2 separate regions of the Dromaius novaehollandiae genome follow, and region 1 is linked to region 2. Evidence: chromatin contacts called from public Hi-C data. All regions are on one chromosome and are shown on one strand. Each heading gives the region's core, a stretch centred on a gene start, on an enhancer-like site or on the middle of the called end of the contact. The rest is flanking DNA. Distances are from core to core; before and after follow the strand shown.

Region 1 (3,775 bases), core at 782-3,281, 270 kb after region 2:
GCAGGGACCCCTGAGCCCAGCACCGTTTCGGGGGTTGGCTCGTGTGCCCTCCAGCCACAGCTGGCCACCACCAGGTCTTCACCCCAACAACATGCTGGCACAAAACACCTCTTAAATCAAAATGAATTATTTCCTTTTAAACAGAGCTACCCCATGGGGAGAAGGGCTGGTCCATTGTGTTCCCACGGGTGAGCTCCTAGAAGGCCTGATGCACCTGAAATGTCCCCTGCTTCTAGCAAGGGCACAGCTGGGAAGGAGGAGAGAAAAGCGTCTCTTTTCTCCCAGGCGTTCCCAAGTTCAGATATGCTGTTTTCACACCCGTCTGTCAAAGCACACGGGGCTGCAAGGTCTCCTGCAAAGCTTGACCCACTCACTCTCAAGCAAGTCTGGATGTCCTGACCGTGCATCGCCTCTGTCTCTGCCACCGCCAGCTCCCCACCGCGGCCAGGCAGTGCAGCCTGCGGTCCCCCCTTGCGTGTGTCTGCGCACGGCCAGCTCAGCGTGCCTACTGCTGCCAGGAGCTGGGTTTGGGCACAGCCAAGGGGCTGACGGGGCTGGAGGAACTGGAGACATGGCCCCCTATAGCCACGGCCGGCGAGATTTGGGAAATTAGCCTAATGCCCCAGCAAGAAGAGCGAAGTGCTTAATTAACAAGTTGCCCCGTTAACAACCAGACGCCAGAGTCACCAAACGAGGCCAAGGATAGGGAGCTCGCCGCCCGGCAGAGGAAACATCTGTGCCGTGAGGACTGACCTTGCGCGAGCAGCAGTGGCCGAGGGCTGCCGGAGCCTGATGAAACCCCCCAAGGCAGGGAGGTGATACCCGCTCGCCCGATAAGCGAGCAAACATTGCAGGCTCCGCAGCAGGCCCATGCTCCCTTTGAAGATGCTGCCAGGGTCAAGGGTAGCCGCAGGCTGGTCACCAGAGGGCTTTCAAAGGCAGAGCAGGCTGACGATTACCTGAGCTGCAAAGAAGGGCAATTTGGGAAAGCAAATTAATGAATAAAAATGTGCAGACGCACATGCTGAAGGAAGGGCCTTCTTCAATAAGGGTAAATGAGGCGTTTAGGGGAAGATGGGCCTTGGAAATGCAAGACCCCAGCAGCCAGGAAGGCCTGGTGCAGAAACCTCTCTTTCCACCCCTTTCTTACCCCAATGGCGGCCCCATATACATTGTGTGCTTGCTGGCACGCTGGTGGCCGTCACTGTGCCCAGCTGCCTGCCAGTGCCTGGGACAGAGAGGGACCACGGGGCCCCTGCACACCTTGCTCTGCACCCTCGTGCGAGATGTGGCCTTGCCGCATGGCCATGCTGGTCCCTTCCCATGCACGGGGCCTCCTCATCTCCCTGCACCCATCCCGTGGCCAGGAGCTCTTTGCAGAGGGGGCAGTGCAGCAGCCAGCTCAGGGCCCGTCCCAGAGCAACCCCACAGCCCAAACCTACCTTTTGCAGGCTCTGCCTGGCATGCGTGTAGACCTTTTGCAGGAGCACAGCGTCCTCAGTAAGCAGGGGACAGTGCTGAGGAGCAGCACATGCTCTCCTTCAGAAGCGTCCAGGGGAAGCTGGAAGATGAGAACGTTAGTGGCAGGCGAGATCAGGGATTTGAGACCTAGAAATTGCTTGGCTCTGTTTGCTCTGTACAAGGGTGGAGAATATTCCAGGGACTGCTAAGCGCATGTCTTTCCCTTGCAGTTGGCAATTGGTCACACTCTGCATTGGCAATTTTTTTCTTCTTTCTTATTAGTATTATTCATGCTGCTAAATGTGTTCACAGTTAGGTCAGGGCCTTATTAACTGTGGCTGGCAGATTAACTTCAACCTAAATACACTTCACAGCTTAGTAAGTAAGGGTGCAGAAATCCTCAGCGCTCTGCCTGAATGGGCTTAGTGGTAGGATCAGGATCTGGCCTTATAAATTAACACAGGTAATTGCTATGTACCTTGTCCGTGGCTGAGTAAGGCCCCCACCCTGCCACCACACACGCTTAACCCAGACTTGTGAAGTCAGACCCAGCCACACACATGCGGTTACATGAGCGACTTCAGTTTACTGGAGAAGAAACAAGCCAATGCAGAGCTTGTGCAGGGACTGTCGGATGTGAAGGATCAGATCCCAGCCTTCACGGTAAATGCCAGGCGAGGAAACTACAGAAACACGGGAATAGGATCACAAATACTTCTAACTAACGTGGGGTAAGGAAGTCCCAGAGGTGTCCTCGCTGAGCCAAACAAGTCTTACATGCCCAGCAGACCAAGCATTAAAATTACTTAAAAAAATCGTAACATATTCAAGAAAGAAATCGATCGTTAAAACTGAACTACCATACCTAAGACCTCACACAATTACAGTTTGAGGTGTTATGGGCACTGAAAGGATCCCACCCATTTTTGACAACACACATGCTGTCACATTACTCGTTGCAGACTTTGAGGTGACTTAAATTACTTGTATGAGAACTCCCTGGGGGTGCATGGGAATAAAACCAGGCTCACTCTGTATACACGATCCTTGTACCAAACAAACGCGAGGTTTTACAGCCTGGCCATTGCAGAGGATGGATGAAACGGGCCAGGGCCGGCACAGGAGGGATGGGGGACAGCCCAGCCTGAGTACCACCAGGGAGCACATCCCGCAGAGGAGAGGGAAAAGGGGAGCAGGCGGCTCCTGGCTTTCCCCGAGCCCTGCACGAGCACCAGTGGGACGTGACGGCAGGCATGAGCTCAGGGGACAGGCAGCCCCACTGCCGGCTGCCCCTCGGCCAGGCACCGCAGCCCGGCCGGCCAAGGCCCCTCTGACCCCACGTTCGGGCAGCCTTGGACTTCGTCTCTGCGGTGAGCCACGCCAGGTTGTATTGGGCAAGGATGCGAATACTGAATGAGTCCCTTTCGCAACCCTGCCGGAGCAAGGAGGGTCAGCTACGAGGCAGCTGCTGGTGCCCCGACAGAGGTGCCCAGGGCTGCTGCAGGTGGGCTGCTCCAGCACAGGGGGGCAGGGCAAATAGTTTGGGCTCAGTCAGAAGGGGAACGAAGCCCGTCTGACGTGCGTGGTGTTGCAATGCTGTCCTTATCTGTTTGTACAAAGAGTCTGGCCACTCTGAGCTCCTCTCTGAGCCACCTGCTAAATCTGGTCTTTGCCTCACATGCCCGCCTCCTTTTTAAAATAGTCGTCTCCTTTGTGGAAGCTAAAACCATCTCTTGTGCCTCTGCCGAAAGGTTTCCCGGAGAGCAGCTGCCTTTTTGCCCAGCGTAACGCAGTGCTGAGATAAGCCACAGCAAACAAAAAAGCTAAAAATGCAGAAAGAACAGAAACAGGGAGCTGGGAAAGGGGCAGTGCTGCAAGGAGGGGAGAGGAAAGTGCTGCTGGCCTTTCCAAAGGGGGTCTGTCCTTGCGCTAGAGCTGGCCAGGGAGCGCCGAGGCTGGACTACAGCCCCGACAGCTAGCACCCTGCAAGAAGACAATCTGAGCACTCGCTGCGAGTGCAGGAGGCTCCAGCCCATGCCAGGCTAGGTCCTGCCAGGAGGCCTCAGCTTGAGAAGAGATCTTATGGAAATGGCCCCATGCATTTCCATGGTAACCACATCTACCTTTTCCAGAGCACAACCTGGATACTCTTCCAGCAGAAATCGGCACAGTCTCCCTAAAGCCAACCCAGAGCCGGACTGGGATCAGTGGAGCTACACCGGTTTCTGAGGATCTCATTCAGATTTGTTCAGTTGCTCATGCTCACAGCTACTCCACGCCAGGGTCTCGCATAACTCTTTCCCACTGCTTTACC
Region 2 (3,759 bases), core at 922-3,421:
GGGCAAGGGCTGTGGTGGTGCCCCTTTCTCATCCCCTCTTGGAGAGTGGACAACTAAAACCTGCTTCCCAAGTGTTGTTCTTCCATCCCAGGAAAGATGTCTTTACAGGATTTTTATCCCATTGACTTTAAAGATGCTGAGATCGGATGTTGGGCTCCTGGGTCTCTGTGACTAAAAGCAGCAGCATTCAGGACTACTGGTGCGTTTTATGCCATTATGCAGCAAATTACACTTTAAATTAAAAGTGGTTTAAAGCTTTCCTTCTGCTGCTGCTTTGTGCCACTGGCACAGCTGTTTCATGTGGATGACCTGAAGGAGTTTGGGGTGGTGGCACTTGCTATAAATTATGCATCCAAATTTTAGTTTGGTATGCAATTTACTGGCTTTCTCTAGTCTTTCAGCTGCCTAATTTCTCTGTGCGTACACGATGCTGCTGGCCTTGAGAGGTCAGCTCCTCAGGCTTGCCTGGGTGACGTGTCCGGGACCTTATCCAAGAAGATGCTGCGTCTCAGTCGTTAGCACTGAGAAAGGCAAGTCCTGAACGCGGTGGGCAGTCCTGGGGGTGAGCGGGGCGGGGGAAGTACCGATCCCGAAAAAAGTGCTGGTGAACTGACGGCAGAAAGGAAATACTTGTCCTGGGCTGGACTGGGCAGCGCTAATCCTCCAGGGAGGAGATGGGGTCGGCATGGTTTTGGTGGTGGCGAGTGCGTTGTGCCGCCTCGGAGCAGAGACAGAGAGCAGGGCCCTGTGTCCACAGGCCAGGGATGCTTTTGGGTTTGCTTCAGCTGAGGATGTGTCCAGAAAAGGCTTCTCTGGCTTGTCCCTTCTGCAGGTTTGTCCCAATAGCTGTGTCAGCTTTGGGTGCGGAAGAAGCCGCGGCCTCCGCTTGGCTGCAGCTGTGCTGGCAAAACCGCCCCATGCGGTGCCAGGAGGAGGATGAGGGTCCAGCCCCGCTGCCGAGAGCAGTACCCTCCTCTGGAGATACTGTCCTCGAGCTGCTCAGACCTGCTCCACCAGTGTCCCAGCTTCACTGGCCACCCACGAGCCACGTCGAATCAGGGGCCCTGGACACCTGCCTCCCAGCTGTGGAGGCAGCTGACCTGGCAGGCTTGCCTCTTCCCCTTTGTAAGTGGGGAATGTGGGTTTTTTTTTTCTTCCCTAATCCTGCAGGTAATAAATTTGTTCCTGGAAAAAACTTCTCTTCCTGCACAGTTATAAACATGCTTCTGAGTCAGAGTTACCCAGTCCCCTTTTGAAATTTGGCCAGAGCACTGTAGATGATTCTTGTTTGATCCTATTTTTTCCAATATAGCTAAAGCATTATTTAAAAAAAAAAAAAAAAAAAAAAGGCAGGATGCCAAAAGCCACTTTCTAATATGAGTGCAGCCCATCGGTGAGGCTAGGCATATCATCACTCACCAAAGCAGAGCCTGCCCCAGCTCCCCAGGCCCTCTGGGCTCCAAAACGTGTCTGTGTGGGCTGTGTTAGCACTCTGTCCCCTGCGTGAGACTGAGGAGGGGTCACGCTGCAGCCTTTAGCCTCTAAACCTGCTGAGCAAACTAGGGCTGAGCAGAGGATGCACCTAATGACCTGTGCTAATGATAGCACCCATCCTTTGGGGAGCTTCTCAGGCTGTTTCTCCCCTTTGGTCCCCACTGAGGTTGTACCCAGCAAGCAAGTGGGAGAGTTGAGGTGGTTTAGGGGCCCTGTCAGCTGGGTGCAGCAGCAGGGTGACTGCCTTGTGTGATGGGCTTCCTGCATGCAAGAAAAAAGCCAGGCAAAGGACTGCAATAGATGCACAAAGGACTGCAGTAGCTACATGGTGGCTTTGTGTGACTTGGGTCCATCGAGCCTCTTTCAAAACAGCTCAAAGCCTATGGGAAGGGCAGGCAGGGAGTTTGGATGAAATTACCCTGATTCCAGCTAGGGAAAGCAAGTTTCTGTGACTGAGGGTTGGCTGTCTGCAGCAGCAGGAAAGCACTGCATGCTTTTGGCCCCAGCCAAATGCGCCGATGTGGGGCTGGCGTGGGGCGGAGACCCCTGCGCTGCGCTGGTAGCGCGCGGCCCTTCGGACTGCAGTGAAACGCATCCGGCCGCTAGATGGCAGCCCCGGCACGGTGAGAGGCGCGTTCAGAGGCGTGCCAGCCCGTGCGGAGTTAGGGGGAGGTGGCAAGGACCGCCCCTTGCCCCGTGCAGCTGTGAGGATGCAGGAAAGCCCCGGGGCTGCGAAGAGCGCGGAGGGTTTAACGTGGCGGGACGCGTGCGGCTTTGTGGTCTGCTGGGGCTTGGAGCAAATCTCATCTCCCTGACGCCGGTTTCTCTGGCTGCGTTGCTGGAAAGGCTGCGGTGATGCTTGAAGCGCCCTGGTGTTGCAGCTGCTGGTGACAACTCTGGGGCCAGGCCCTGCTCTGGGAAGTGGTAGCCTGTTTATATTGCTGCCAGGGGTGTGGGGTGGCCTCACTGTATGGGGTATTGGCATGGCTGGGGAGAAAAAGCAAGGGGGGGGACCTGCATTCCTGTATTGCACTGCTCCAGCCCAGCAGGAGATGAGGAATTAGCCCTCCGCTGTAAAAGACAGATCCATCCAAGCTCCTTCCTGTCCCAACACCCCCAACTGCCCTGTTGTCTTGGATTTCCTTTGTTCACAAGAAAACATAGCTGGCGCTGAATTTCTTTGCCGTGTTGAATCATGTAAGCATCAGCCACGCTTCTCCCTGACTCACTAATCCCGGTGTGCTGGGGTGAGGGTCAGGATGAGCATGGCAATAAACATCCTGGGAAATAGAGCCTGCATCTCTTGGCATAGCTGGGCCTTTTCTGCTTTCAATCTTCTCTCACGGAGCCGCACTCTCATAAATATCCCATCCTTTAACACTGGCTGAGCCGGGGAGATGCTCTCAGCCGGGTCAGCCTGTGCTGTGCTTGCAGCAGTGAATATAAACCAGAAAAGAGAGCAAACCTCTGCTGGGAGCGGGGAATACCCCGCCGGCCCAGAAGTGGAGGCATCCAGGTAAGATGCACATCCTCGTTTCGAGCAGGGAGGAGAAAGGCTGTGTCTTCCTTGCCCGACCTCGGCCCCTTGCGCCTCTCCCGCAGTGGGAGCCTGCCACGGTGCCCCAAGCTGGGCGGCAAGGATGGTGGCCAGAGCCTGAGCGGTGATGCTGGGGCAGATGTTTGGCCATGGGTGCAGGTGAACAGTGCAGCCCTGGTGGGACTTGGAAAAGGCTTGGAGGGCTGCGGCAAATTTCCAGAGCCGGGGCTGAGCTGGGAGCTTTGCTGGGCTGAGGAATCATGCCTGGAGACCTGCCAGGCTCCAGGCTTAATTACCAGGGGCTTAGTGGGTGGAAAGGTAGGAATGTGGGGCTGCTGGGGAAGAGGAGGCAAGGGGAAGGCTCTGCAAATCGTAATTGAGTCGTGCAGGGCAGCATCCTTCCTGGGATGAATCCATGGGGCTGTAATTACCTGGTGGCTGGCACATCCTCTCCACCACCCATCGTTAGCAGAACGAAAGCCCCAAACGAGGCTGGAGCGTGCTGTGGGCCCCGTCCCGCCTCGGTGGCGGTCTGTCCAGCTGCGTGGGTGCTCGGAGCTGCGGCCGTGCAGCGCGGTGGCTGTGCTTGCTGAGAAGCCCCACTGACCCGAATGGTGTTCAAAGTTTGTGTTTTTGGACCTGGGTCCCCCGATCTCCACCACGCAGGGATCTGCTTCATGGCTCGTGCTGGTGTAGCTGATGGGATTTATTGAGCCCCCTGGTTATAG

Evidence for each region. A called contact is a pair of places that touch in the nucleus more often than the background predicts.
Region 1: a Hi-C map of brain shows a contact between it and region 2, with 5 times the contacts expected there. The contact joins the promoter of RGSL1 here to the enhancer-like site in region 2. A contact is called at or near these places in 2 of 4 Hi-C or Micro-C datasets (brain and ovary).

Annotation. Positions count from the first base shown.
Region 1 is chr8:11,251,432-11,255,206 of bDroNov1.hap1, forward strand. RGSL1 (regulator of G protein signaling like 1) reads left to right here and starts at 2,032. Exons shown (of 23, transcript XM_064516399.1): 1 at 2,032-2,124. The coding sequence starts at 2,032.
Region 2 is chr8:10,980,665-10,984,423 of bDroNov1.hap1, forward strand. The region is part of intron 2 of CACNA1E (calcium voltage-gated channel subunit alpha1 E); the gene reads left to right. Among named protein-coding and RNA genes, the nearest start is that of CACNA1E, 48 kb to the left of the region's middle. Within about 2 kb of position 2,172, at least 1 of the 2 cell types and tissues checked has open chromatin away from gene starts, as enhancers often do.